2 separate regions of the Canis lupus genome follow, and region 1 is linked to region 2. The links are chromatin contacts, called in public Hi-C maps. All regions are on one chromosome and are shown on one strand. Each heading gives the region's core, a stretch centred on a gene start, on an enhancer-like site or on the middle of the called end of the contact. The rest is flanking DNA. Distances are from core to core; before and after follow the strand shown. Region 1 overlaps NSMCE1 (non-structural maintenance of chromosomes element 1 homolog). Region 2 has its middle 33 kb from the start of IL21R.

The links. A called contact is a pair of places that touch in the nucleus more often than the background predicts.
Region 1: a Hi-C map of blood shows a contact between it and region 2, with 3 times the contacts expected there. The contact joins two enhancer-like sites. A contact is called at or near these places in 2 of 9 Hi-C or Micro-C datasets (amygdala and blood).

Annotation. Positions count from the first base shown.
Region 1 is chr6:19,550,856-19,557,544 of UU_Cfam_GSD_1.0, forward strand. It overlaps NSMCE1 (non-structural maintenance of chromosomes element 1 homolog), which reads left to right. Exons shown (of 8, transcript XM_038540001.1): 3 at 6,143-6,264. Among named protein-coding and RNA genes, the nearest start is that of NSMCE1, 23 kb to the left of the region's middle. Within about 2 kb of position 3,471, at least 3 of the 20 cell types and tissues checked have an H3K27ac peak or open chromatin away from gene starts, as enhancers often do. A contact at or near this core is called in blood, where this site is marked.
Region 2 is chr6:19,444,155-19,451,381 of UU_Cfam_GSD_1.0, forward strand. No RefSeq gene overlaps it. Among named protein-coding and RNA genes, the nearest start is that of IL21R, 33 kb to the left of the region's middle. Within about 2 kb of position 2,742, at least 2 of the 20 cell types and tissues checked have an H3K27ac peak or open chromatin away from gene starts, as enhancers often do. A contact at or near this core is called in blood, where this site is marked.

The DNA of each region.
Region 1 (6,689 bases), core at 2,221-4,720, 110 kb after region 2:
CTCCCTGAACTTTCCAGGGGTGGGGGAGGCAGGGTGGGGGCTGCTTCTCATCTCAATGGTAGGTGGCCCACCTGTTTTCAAAGGCTGAGATGAAGTGAAATGCACATTAATAGTATCAACAGTCAAGTTCTGCTGAAAGTGGCTTCATCTTCTGTGATGACTCACATTGTAATTCAGGATGCCCCAGCACCTTCTTGACAAGGAGGCAGCGCTGCTCTGTTGCCCACGGGAGCACTGACCAACAGAGCTCTGGCGAGGGGCCTGGCTGATGGGTGGGTTCCCGGACATACAGAGACAGTAGGCACACGACCCATCACCACCCCAGCAATGGTGTTCTAGGTCTTAGGGTCCTTGGTACCCTGTGGCCAAGGTGCAGGGAACTGTGCCAAGTAGTGTAAAATAAGTTTTCTCTGCTGCCATTTGAAGGAAGGTCCAAAGAGCAGGCTTTCTAACTAAAGTTCTATTAAAAAAAAAAAAGGGGGAAAAAAGGTTTCTGTGTACTTAGAAACAGCTCTCTAAGCAACAGATATAAGAACAGTCCGTTATTAAAAAGCCTGTTTCCCTTGTACGGTCAGAACTCTGAGCTCGCCTACCTTGTCTAGGAGCACTGTCATTTCTCTTTTCAGATTTAGAGACCTGAGGGTGAAGGCATCAGATTACATCGTTCTTGAGGATTGACACTTTTTTTTTTTTTTTACCCTTAACTGGGGAAAGTCAGACAGAAAAATAGAATAATGCAGTGAAGCCCATTGCCCAGTAAAAAATGGCAGCTCCTCACTAATCTTATTTGACCTACACATCTCCCACATACCTGACCCATATTATTGTGAAGTAATTCTCAGATATTGTTGCACATCTAAGCAAAACTTTGTTTTAATGAATGCTCGAGTCCTTTTGTCACTGTACCAAACACTAAAGGCCAGACATCGGATTTCCAGTCTGCTGTTTGTCTTTTTTTTTTTTTTTTTTTCTGTTTGTCATTCACTGGCCCTGGGATCTTGGGTAAGCCTTTAAGCTCTCTGACCCTTTGGGTCCTCTGTGGAAACCCCTGGACCATGCTGTATCCTAGCTCGGCTCAGTGGTTGTTGACGAGGCCCTGCTGAGACCACAAGGGAGTAGGAGCAGGGTACATGGTGAACAATTGATGCACAGACACAGAGAATTACTTATAGAATATATTTGCCACATGAAAGACTGCTCCTCCCCTCCCTGCTCTTGCGGCATTCACTAGCCAGACTTTGGAAATGGCATTGTTGTCAGTTCCCATCTTTCTCCCATATAGCTGAGTGTCCAGAGAGGCCTTTTCCCAGGCGGTTGATGTGAAGGTCACAAGCTGAGATGTGACCCCTTAAATGCCTCTCTGTGTCTCCGCCTGCCAGCCTTTCCCAGCCCAGGGGGCATGTTCTCGGCCCAGTGTGCTCCAGCACCCGTGTGTGGTCTAGCGCTGGCCCTGCCTTGTCCTTAGCGCTGCGCTCAGATGGACCACCCGGCCGGCCCCAGCAGAGGAGAGGGCGACTTGGCCCACAAGTGGTTTGGTCCCTTGGGGTCTTATTTTTTGCTGTTATTTCCTCTGCCCAAAAATAGCATTTTCTATCTATAGTACCTAGTTTGGAACAAAACTGTTGCTCAGAAGTTAGGGCAGCAGACTTCCTGAGTGCCTGCCGCCCGAGTGTGCAGTGAGCCCTAGGTTCTAGTAGCCTGATGGGAAGCAGGAACCCTGATGAGTGAGAAGAGGTTTGTTGGTTAAGCTAAAATCTAATTTTACAAGAAAGGGAAATCATATATATATATATAGAAGTGGCCAGAAAAAGCAATCTCTCAAATTGAAGCAGCCCCGCTCATCAGAGGAATGGTGTTCCCTTTTGTTTGGTGCCACCCCAGCCTATGCACTGCCCCGAGTCCCCCCTTTTTAATTGTCCCGTTGGAAGGCATTTCCCACTAAAGAAAGAGCTATCCTGTCCTCCCCAGGACCTTGGTGTTTCAGCCCCGCACATGGCAGGGTGTGTTCACAGGGAACACTTGCTCTGCTCTGTGGAGGCTCTGTGGCTTTGTGTGCCAGAGCTTGGGATGTGGTGTCACGCAGGCCTGGGCACCCCTGCTAAACTATGGGAACACTGGGTAAGTTCTCGGACCTCCCCAAGCTTCTTGTGTATAAAGATGATATTCATGACGTGCGTTCTAGAGCTCCTGTAGTGATGAAGTGAAGCAAGCTAGTGAGCAGTGCCCAGCACACACTCAGGCGAATGAATGATAGCCACACATTTGTAGGCTCCCTGTTTCTAGCTCAACCAGAGCAACTTTGCCACAACCCACAAGGAAGGCCGAGGGACACCCTGCTCCCAAGTAGAAAGGATCCAGGAGGCACCTAAAATCCATAGGCCTTGGCTTGGTTTGGACATGGTACCCCATGCCCTGGTTTGGGTGGTACCCTGCTCTCAGAAGAGACAGTGGTGGTGGGACCAGGACCATGCTCGTCACTTCTTAGAACTGGTCACCCATGGTGCTGACTGCAGGTCCATGGTATTGAAAGACCCAGCCTCTGATCCAGCTCAACTGCAAAAAAACTGGTTACTTTGATACGTAGCTGAGGCCTTTTTTTCTCAGTGGGTTTGGGATTCTGAAGGGAAGAGTGAAGTTATTAATTAATTCTCTTAAGTCATCAAAATGGTGGGACTAAGACTGGACATAATTGCCTCAGAAGTGTGTGGGTCTGTCCTTTATCTCATGCACTTTGACATGACCATAAATTCACAGGATGTTGGGGCCAATAGGATCCAGGGACACTCCTTTAGCCTGGGCTGTTTGTACAGATCTGCAGACTATAGCTGCTCCATGAGGGCTTCAGGAACAGGGCAGGGAGAGGGGGCACAGCAGTGAAAATAGTGCATCAGAGGATGGGAGGTCGGGAAGCGCGCTGGTCTGGTGTACCCGTGACACTTGATGGGCCTATCAGGGATCTTGGTAGCAAGCAGGTGGCCCCAGTTCTGGCTGACTTTAAAAGAACCACGTGGGAAGGGTGTTGGGACAGGGATACACAGGACTGGTTGGCAGCTAAGGGCCAGCCTGGGGAGTGGGCAGGACCCCGAGGACACCAGGGCACAGGACGACCTTATGGCCAAAGCCATCTTCCCACCTTCCCACCTTCTGGTGGCTGAGCTGGAACCACCTCCAGCCCTCCCTTTGTCCCTTCCTAGATTGAGGGTATCTGTCTGATGGGTCTTGGACCACTCCTGGCTGACCTGAGATCTGGTCCCTTCAGCTTCCTGCCTTCTGGTTCTCTGGATATGGGTTCCTGGAATTATTCTCCCCAGATCACACACATAGGGGAAAGACAATAAAAAAAAAAAAAAACCCAAAAAACAAAAACAAAACTGAGATCCTGTTTGGATCTCAGCAAACATTACCAGATGACTCCGGTAGTGGGGTGGCCAGATTTGGTAATCCGACCGAGTGATTGGGAAAGGCAGTGCTTGACAAGCCGTAGGAGGCCAGGCCACGGGAACCTCCCCTCAGCTGGTCTGGTCCAAGAGGCTTGCATGGGAGGGGAGACATGTCCAGGATGCCAGGGGAGTGGGAGGCTAGGGGGGTCGGAGTGAAGAGTGGCTTTAGAGAGAGGGTCAGAGAGATGGGTTTCAGACACATGAAGTTGAAGGTGAGGCAGTGGGTGGCCTTCAGAGATGAGAGGAAGGGAGAGACTCACCTGGGGTCCCCCAGAGAGGCGGGTGGGACTGGGCTGGCTACACAGCACCATGCTGTTGCCCCCCAAAACTCAAGTCAGGTGGGGGGTGTTACTGAACGCAAGAGAAGTTTATTCTTAGGTAGTGATTAAGAAGGAGGTAGTATGGCACAGGGTGTGAGAAACACGCAGGGTGTCAGCAGTTGGCAGGGACGAGGACTTGCCCTTGACATAGGAAGCAGTGTGGTCGGAGAGGGTGAGGCCAGAGAACGTGAGCAGGGGAGCAGGTGGCTGGTTTCTGCAAATGAGGACTGCAGTAGGAAGTGGGTTTTTTGTTTTTGTTTTTGTTTTTGATTTTTTTTTTTTTTTTTTGGTAAAGTGAAAATATTCATTATTTCTGAAAAATGAGACTGGACAAAACGCCAGAGGGAGTGGGAGAGGGGAAAGTGCCGAGTGGCTATTAGCTCACCTCCATGCAGATGAGGTATCTGGAAAGTCCGATGTATTAGAGTGTTTGTGATCTGCCCACAGGGTACCTTTTTCTGAGCGACACCCAGGAGTGGCCTTTTCAATGGAAAGTGTGTATTATCACTTTCAGAGGGAGGTGGGACTTGCCATTGTGTCATGTAACTGGGTGGACGGAGCAGCTCCTGCCCACGAAGAGCCCTGTCTCCCCCCGCCCCCAAGTCAGTGAGCAGTGCCCCCAGCTTCCCAGGGTTGGGGCTTGGCGGCAGGAGAAGCCTCCTGGCCATGCTGCACGAGCCCCGGCCCACATGCTGCGTGCGCACGTCTGTGTGGAAGAGGAACAGCAAAGGCACCGCGTGCTGGGAGCTGCGGAGAACATTTCATGGAAAAAAAGTGCTATTCAAGCTGGCTTCCGTGATGAGTAGTAGGTAGAAACGGGGGTGAGGAGGAGGAAGAAGGCATTTCGGAAAGGAAGAGCCCGAGCGAAGGTGCAGGTGCGGGGGCTGGAGTCCCGCCCGGCCTCTGCCCCGGGCTCTCCGCAGCTGTCGGCGCTCTCGCTCTTCGCGCCATGTCCACGCACCGCCTACTCACTACTACTGATGTTTTATTTAAAGTGTTTTTTTTTTTTTTTAAACTTAAACAAGTTTACTTAAAAAGGAAGATTGGATCCCTGCTGTGATTTGCACATTAGTACTGTTGTCATGGTCATCAGCTGTTCCGGGCCACCTCGTGTCCTCCCTTGCTTGTGTCAGGACGGTCTCCTTGTGTGGTCCACATGGCTGTGACCGTTGGTGCCACCAGTGTAACCGGTTATTGTTTTTAACCTTCAGTCTGTAGGTATACAGGAGCTTTGAAGTGTCGTCCCCTCGTCTGTGTTTCCCTCTTGGCAGTGGCCTGAGCCATCAGCTTGCTGGGTCGTTCTTCCAGGCCTTTCTCCTGAAGTATTGTTTTGTTGGTTTTATCATTGCCTTTAACATTAAGGGTATCATATTGTCTGTATGCCTGCTGCTTCTCAAATTTGTTGAAAGTACTTTAGTAAGTAAAAACAGTAATAAACACTTTTTATTTAAAAAAGTATCACAGTACACAGAGGGGGTAAATCTAAGACACAAAGCTGCTTTCTCTGTTTCCAACTCGGAAAGGCTCCCCATTGCCCCCTCCCTCTGGGCTGCAGGGCCTCCTGCCGCAGCCTCACTGGCTCCCTGATGGCTTTCTGTCCCCAGCCGGTGGTGGTCCATTCACTGCAGCCCCTGCAGCATGGGGATGCTGATCGCATACCTCTGCTGTATGGATTGGCAGCCCCAGGACAGTGGTGGGGCCTTCCTTGTGCAGCTCCAGGCAGCCTGGAGGCGGGCTAGCATACAGGTTGGAGCTCAGGTCATGGCTGTGCTGCCAGGCTCCCTGCTGCTCACTGTGCCCCAGGGGTTCATAGCAGGCAAGTCAGCTCCCTGTGCATCCGGGCCTCATCCCCACACCAGAGGACGCTCGTGCCTGCCTCAGAGGCCTGCTGGCAGGATGGACTAATGCCTGGAAAGTGCTCAGTGCAGGGCCTCCCTGGGGGGGCGGGGGTGCTCAGTGCTCGCTGATCTCTTACCCAGGTCGTTTAGCCTTCACTGCCGCCCCCTGACCCGCCCACCACCCCTTGCCCCCGGCCCAGCACGAAGGCTGGCATGGGGGTGTTCAGTATGTGTCTGGATGGTGGAGAAAGGGAAGAAGGAATAGAGATGGATCGGGCACAGGTGAGGCTGTGAGGGGGAAGCCTGCAGAGGGGCATAGGAGGTGGCAGGGGACAGCAAGGACAGGAAGAGCTGGGTGGGCTCAGAAACCATTCTCCGGGGGTCTGATGACTCGAGGAAGGAAGCCACATGATTGGCATTCACCAAGGGGCTGGGCCTCCACCTGCTTCTGGCCTTGGTGTCATGGGCTCAGGTGGATGGAGAGACTCCGAGCACCACACTTCCTTGGTGCCCTCCACCCCCGCCCCGGCTCATTTCTCTCCAGGCACTGCCGCCGTGGAGGAGCTGGAAGACTTTATCAACAACATTAACAGCGTCCTGGAATCCTTGTATATTGAGATCAAGAAAGGAGCCACCGAAGACGACGGGAGACCCGTGTACGCGCTGGTGAGTGCCTGCTGGCGCCCTCTTGCGGCGTCTGTGCGGAGCAGAGGCGCCCCTGCCGCAGCTGCCCTGCAGGGGGACGCAGACGCAGCCCGGGCCACCAGAGCCACTGTCGGCGTCCTGTGCCATGATCAGGGCTGGGGGCTGTCACCTCCGTGTGCACGTCACTGCCCCACACCGAGCCTCTGCCCGAGACAGGGCAGCGTGCACTAGGCTTTGTTTGGTCTGTTGACAGTTCAACGCAAGCAGTCACCTCAAAAGTGTGGAATATTAGGATTAAAAGGAGGAGAGTGGTTTCTCATTTTTCATAAGGCATAGAAGCTGTGAGAAGGAAAAAAATGTGGGGCACTAGGGATTGAGAGCCAGTCAGGCCTCCTGTTGTTCCAGTGTCCCTCCTGGCCAGGGAACAAGGGGCGAAACAGGCAGGC
Region 2 (7,227 bases), core at 1,492-3,991:
CAGAAGGCTGCACCAATGCTGGGTAGGGGTGGAAAGGGGGAGACTGAGCAGGGTCCAGAGTGCCAGGGGGTGGAGGAGCAGGTGGCCAAGCACCTGATCCAGAGAAGCGGGCAGGTGGTGGGGGGTGGCACCACATATGAGCTGAGACTCCAAGCCCTTGGTGCATGCTTCAAAGTCCCATTGGACTTTCTTTGCAAAACACATATTCAAAAATGAAATTATTAAGGATCTCAAGATGGAAACCCTAGAGCTTTGAATTCTGAACACTACAGTACTGGTGGCAAGTTCTGAAGACTTCCCTGCTCTACATTCACTTCAAGAAGAGATGATGGATGCCTGTGGATGTAAGGGTGGACAGACATTTGACGGAATCCTTTGGAAGTGGAGACTGAGTGCCAACCATGAGACAGAGGATGGGGATGTGTTTTCTTTTCTTTCTTTTTTTTTTTTTTAAGATTTTATTCATTTATTCATGAGAGACAGAGAGAGAGAGAGAGACAGAGACACAGGCCGAGGGAGAAGTAGGCTCCACGCTGGGAGCCCGATGTGGGACAGGATCCCGGGTCTCCAGGATCACGGCCCAGGCTGAAGGTGGCGCTAAACCGCTGAGCCACCCAGGCTGCCCCTGGGGATGTGTTCTCAACCCAAAATCAGACACATGGAAATTTCCATACACTAGTTCCCTATTGCTGCCATAACAAGTTGCTACAGATCTAGTGGCTTGAAACAGAAATGTGTTATCTCAGAGTCTTGGAGGTCAGAAGACTGAAATTGGTCTCACTGAGCTAAAAATCAAAGTGTCAGCAGGACACTGGAGACTCTGGGGAAGAATCTGTTCCTTGATTTTTCCAGCTTTTAGCAGTCACCCAAAGTCCCGTTTCTTCCACCTTGAAAGCCAGCAGCATAGTATCTTCAAATTTCTCTCTGACGCTAACTCTCCTACAACTGCTTTTCATTTATAAGGACAACTTGTGATCAGATGAGCCTTGGGGCCATCTGAATAATCCAGGACAATATTCCCATTGTAAAATCAGTCCATCAGCAATCTCGATTCCACTTTCAACCTTGACTTCCCCTTGCAATGTAACATAACATGTTCACAGTTTCCAGGGATTATGATGTGAATATCTTTGAAGCCTCATTATTCTACCTACCACAATCTTTAAGACTATTTTATGGCTGTAAAAGAAGCTCTGCAATGGCTTACATGAAAGCAAGTTTATGGTTTATTTAAGAATCCAGAGGTTGGGGCAGCCCGCGTGGCTCAGCGGTTTAGCGCCGCCTTCAGCCCAGGGTGTGATCCTGGAGACCAGGGATCAAGTCCCACATCGGGCTCCCTGCATGGAGCCTGCTTCTCCCTCTGCCTGTGTCTCTGCCTCTCTCTCTCTCTCTCTCTCTCTCTCTCTCTGGGTGTGTCTCTCATGAATAAGTAAATAAAAATCTTAAAAAAAAAAAAAAAGAAATTTGGCTTACTATCAGTCCCTCCTTCTGCATCTCTATCCAGTCTCATGCTCTGGGTTATCGACACCGATGTGGTGCTATTATATCCATGGGACGAGGTGAGTTAGGGTCCTTCTAACCTTCCCAGGCCACCCCCCCCCCCCGCCCTTATCTCGTCCTCTTTCTCTGGAAAGATCTATTGAGAGCTTGATGACACGGGTCCATGGGGAGGAGAGAGGCAGAGTGTGGGCAAGACCCTGAGAGATGGGGAAGGTATGCAAGAATGTGAGCAGGAGGGAGGAAGAGCCTGCAGTAAAATAGCGAGGCTGGGAGGGAGAAAAAATATATAATGTGTACGGATGGATAGATACGTGGACACCCACGTGGTCCACACCTCTGCAAAGATATAGGCACTGACTCTGCATCCGAACAACATCTAGAATTGATGTGTGGACAGATACAAACATGCATTGGTGCGATGATGCCATTGGGACCATTTCTCCCCTGGATTTCTGTTGTGCTAGTCTGACCTTTTTGCGATAAAGTATAGCATTCAATTTAGAACGTCATTATTTCCTTTAATTGTGTTTTATGCCTTCATTCCCACAACACCCACACCGACCCCATCAGTATAATAGGAAAAATGCGAGCAAGCCCTTGGACAAGCACTTAACTATGTGCAGACACCATCCTAAGGCTTACACAAATAAGCATATTTAATTTTTAACAACTGGTCCCTGAGGGCGGTAGTAGTATCGTTCTCATTTTACGGAGGAGGAAGCAAGCACAGAGAGGTTATGTGACGGGCCCTGAGCCACACAGCTGGTCCTTACCGCATTCTGAGCTCCTAAAGCGTGCCAGACCCTTTTTGCAAGGTGCTGAAGGGTATGGGGGAGAAAGGCAGAGATGACAGAGAGGCGGGGCTGGGGACAGTGGGATCTCCTGGGCCAACTTTTCTGGGCGTCGCTCCACCCTAGACTTGAGTCTCCAGGACAGAGGTAGGCCCCCCGGGGTCGCAGCGGGCCACTAGGGGGCAGCAGGGACCAAAGAGCGAGCCTGCAGCCAGTCCCCCTACTGGCCCGGGTGCAATCAACACGTGGCAAGGGGTGGCAAACGGTGATCAGCTGTCTTAGGCACCACCCGAGCGCTGGGCACCGATCATGACACCTGCTCCTCATCCCGTCACTGTGGGCTGCCTGCTAACTCTCTTACCGGTCTTTGATGGGGTGGAAACTGAGGCCCAGAGTGGTCAAGTATTTTGCCCACCGCCACACAGCCCCGAATTGGCACAGGCAGGTCCAAATGAGGCAGGATGAGTGCAGAGCCCTTGCTTCTCAGAGCCTCAGTGGTTTTTGTTTTTTAAAGATTTTGTTTATTCTTGAGAAACACAGAGAGAGGCAGAGACACAGGCAGAGGGAGAAGCAGGCTCCATGCAGGGACCCAGATGCGGGACTCGATCCCAGGACCCCAGGATCAGGACCTGAGGCGAAGGCAGCCGCTCAACCACTGAGCCACCCAGGCGCCCCGAGCCTCCGTGTCCTGGGAGCTGTCAGAGGGGTACGCAAATACCGGCAGCGAGTGGCGGAGAGTGGTCAGGAATCAGGGCTCGTCATGGGCAAGTCCCCCCCACGTCATAGCCCTGCTGTGGGGTTCCGCTGACCTCACGCCTCCCTTGCAGTGGCTCAAAACTTCTTGCTGGCCTTTTCGTTTTTTGATTAATAACTTTCGTGGGAAAATAATGTCAGAAAGTTTATTCAACAGGATGTTCACAGAGCTACACCTTCAAAAACAAACATTCATTTTGTGACCGCCCACATGGTGCCAGGAGCTGGCGGGGGATGGGATTTCCGGTGGTTTTCACTTTCCTCTTTATAACTTTATGTTTTCTCTGAATCGGAGAAGGCCGGCACGTGCCAATTTAGTGATCAAATGCAAACAAACAAACAAACAAGCAAATGGTAAGCAGGGCTTTTGTGTAAAAAGTAAAATAAAGCAGAGGCATTCCCCCTCCCCGGGGAAGGGGGGAAATCCTTGTAAAATCGAGGCTGGAGGTGTGCGGGGAAGGGGCTGGGAGACCCGAAATCAATGCATCCGCATCAGCGGGCCACCCGGGTCTGCTTGGCCCAGCGCCCTCCTGCTCTGCGCACCTCTGGTCCAGCCCTGCGGGGGATGCTGGGAAACTCCCGCTGCCAGCATCTCGCCCCGCCCACACCTACGCCCACCTCCAGCTCCCGAGGGGGCAGTCCTGGGGTGGGGACACTCTTGGGCTGGGCCCACCTGATTCGCCAGATCCTGGCTCCCCCGGCCCCCCTTGGGGCAAACATCTGTGCCGCCCGTCCTGTCCCCTCTTCCATCTTCCCAGGTCCACACTGAGACAATGGACAAAGGTATGTGGGAAGAAAATGCTCTAGCAACCTGCACTGCCCAATACTATAATCGCTAGTCACAGATGGCTATTTGCATTTAAATGTCATCAATAAAGTTTAAGGATGGGAGATCCCCGGGTGGTTTAGCGGCTTAGCGGTTTAGCACCTGCCTTTGGCCCAGGGCGCCATCCTGCAGTCCCAGGATCGAGTCCCGCATTGGGCTCCTGGCATAGAGCCTGCTTCTCCCTCTGCCTGTGTCTCTGCCTCTCTCTCTCTCTCTGTGTCTATCATAAATCAATCAATCAATCTTAAAAAAATAAAGTTTAAGGATCGGTTCCTCAGTCACACTAGCCGCATTTCAAGCGCTTCCCAGCCACACACGTGGACTGTACTGGACAGCGTGAAACCCTCCCATTGTAGCAAAAAAGTTCTGTTGGACGGTGCTGTTCTGGACATTCCTTTGTCTTGTTACAAAATCCCTTTCCTAAAATTGTCCTTTGAGCCAATATTTTGTCTTTCTCCTTCCTTCTGATCCCCTTCCTGCAAATCTAAAATAAAACTTTGATCCATGCCGGTAATTTGAATTTTTGTGTTTTCTTTAACAACAAACTGACTCTCAGGGTATAGTTAATAAACGCTGGAGTGAAGGGGTGAGTTGCCAGGTGGAGAACTCCTGACCAGTGAAGGGGTGGGCATAATAAGCCAGAGCGCCAAGAGATGATGGCGGTGATGATGATGATGAGGGAGCCTATCTCCAGAATGCCCCGAGGATGCGGGTTTAATTACTCTTCCTGTTTGACAAATGAGAAAGCCAAGGGATGGACAGGATAAAGGGGATACGGCAGAGAAGGGGCCTGGGGCTCCACACCCCAAAAACCTTGGGGTTCCTTGCCTAATTTGGAGAACTGGGAGGCCAAGGACAAGATTTTAAGGAGATTTTAGAAAGTTCTTTGTTGGGATCCCTGGGTGGCGCAGCAGTTTGGCGCCTGCCTTTGGCCCAGGGCGCGATCCTGGAGACCCGGGATCGAATCCCACGTCAGGCTCCCGGTGCATGGAGCCCGCTTCTCCCTCTGCCTGTGTCTCTGCGCCTCTCTCTCTCTCACTGTGTGCCTATCATAAATAAATAAAAATTAAAAAAAAAAAAGTTCTTTGTTGAAGAAATTCCAAGAAGGTCCCTGGCAGCTAGCCATTCCCTGGGTGAAGTCACTTCACACCCGAGTGAAAATATCAGCAATGAGGCTTTTATTTTATTTTTAAAGATTTTTTTATTTATTCATGAGAGACAGAGAGAGAGAGAGAGGCAGAGACACAGGCAGAGGGAGAAGCGGGCTCCATGCAGGGAGCCCGACGTGGGACTCGATCCCGGGGCCCCGGGATCACTCTCTGAGTCAAAGGCAGACGCTCAACCACTGAGCCACCCAGGCGTCCCAGCAATGAGGATTTTAAACTGTAGCCAGTCACTGCTGTCAGGAGGAACCTGAGTCCCCCACTTCTGCAAGGTGGGAGGGAGCCCTGCTGGATGGAGGAACACTTCCAGTGGCTTCACTTCCCCTCTCTGGCTCCGGCTGGGCGGCTTCTTTTGGGGATTGGAGAGATTAAAGATTGGTGGCTGGTTTCCATCAGACCGTGTTTCTCAGCCTATGGGTTTTTTTTTTTAATTTTTTTAAATTTTTATTTATTTATGATAGTCACAGTGAGAGAGAGAGAGAGGCAGAGACACAGGCAGAGGGAGAAGCAGGCTCCATGCACTGGGAGCCCGACGTGGGACTCGATCCCAGGTCTCCAGGATCGCGCCCTGGGCCAAAGGCAGGCACTAAACCGCTGCGCCACCCAGGGATCCCCTCAGCCTATGGGTTAATGTGCAGTTGAACCAAGATGTAAATTCCTCGCTCCAGCTCCCATCCTGCCTGAGCTTATCTCCCACCACTGTCCCTGGCTCACTGCGCTGTAGCTGACCTTTTGGAACTGTGACTGTGTTGAATTCATTATGCCTCAGGGCCTTTGCACTTGCTCTCACCTCTGTTCAGAATGCTCTTCCTCCAGCACTTCCTGGCTTCTTCCGGTCATGGCAGACTCAGCTTAAATGTCATCTCCTTAAAGACCTCCCTTGTTAGTTCCCCCTACCTCAGACTCCTCTTTTCTCCATAATACCCCCCAGTGTAACCTTCTCCTTTGTCTATTTAATGTCTGTCTCCTACAATGAACTGTAAGATCCAGGGAGGAAGGGACCTCGTCTCACTCAGTGAGAGCCTTCAGTATCTGGCACAGTGCTGAGCACACAGTAGGTGCTCAGTAAATACCGGTGGCAGGTGCAGCTTTCCTGCCTTCTGCTTCCTCCTTCCTTGTGTTAAGCTGGGGAAGAGGATTTAGGGAAGCAAAAACAGTGGCCTTTCCCCAGCTTCCCTGAACCTAGGAGGGTGGGTTTAAATCCACTTAAGAAATGGGAGGAGTCTAATTCTCCATTCCCACTTCCCAAAGCCCAGACAACTCTGTAATAGGAGCCTCAGCTGACCACTTGGGTCCCCTTCTCTTAAGACCCTGGGGAGATGACAAGGTGATCAACTTCAGTTCTGTTGTTGGACTTCCAGCCCAACCGCCCCTCCACCACTCACACAAAACTCAAAACATGAAAACATGTTTTCTCTGTTTGCTGCTTACTTTTAAAATGTGATTTTCTGAGACAACACTCAGGCAAGATGGATTTAGGGCTGACACTCACGTAGGTGGCATACATTCTGTGGTGGCTGGGAGCCCTCCACGTCTGACCTGGGTTCAAGTCCTGCTCCAGGATGTCCTCACTGTGTGGTCCTAAGCTAACCTTCACCCTCTCTGGGCCTGCTTCCTTATCTATAAAATTGGGAGAATCGAACCCGCCTACTAGAGCTGTGACGTAGCAGATATACAGCACTTAGCATATTGCTTGGCCCTAAGTAGTTCTTTTGATTCCAAATTTTTACATATGCCTTTTCATAAGGAGCTCCTATAGGCAAAAAGTTCAGGCTGTCATTCACAGCGTGACCTTGGACAAGTCCCTTTTCCTCTCTCACGCTAAGTTCTCCCATCTGTAAATTGTGGGGTGAGAGGTCGGCTTGGGCATCGAAAGGGATAGATTTGGGCTCAGCACAAAGGAAGGATTTCTAACAAACACCAGGCTGCATGTGAGGTAGCGAGTCCCCCATGGCTTCTAGTGCATTGTGTAGAACACCCGAACAGAAAGGAACCTTGAACCTCTAAGCCCCTTACTTTCCACGTGTGGCCATCAGGGTAGCTACGCAGAGACCAGAACTATCCCAGAGCTTAAATCCCCTGCCTGCATCCTCATACCGTCTGCCTGGACGTCGAGCATGGATCACTTGTCCAGGCACCCTAGCTAATGGGGACGCTGCCTGGGTTCAGCTACAGACAGGCCCGCCCTAACTCG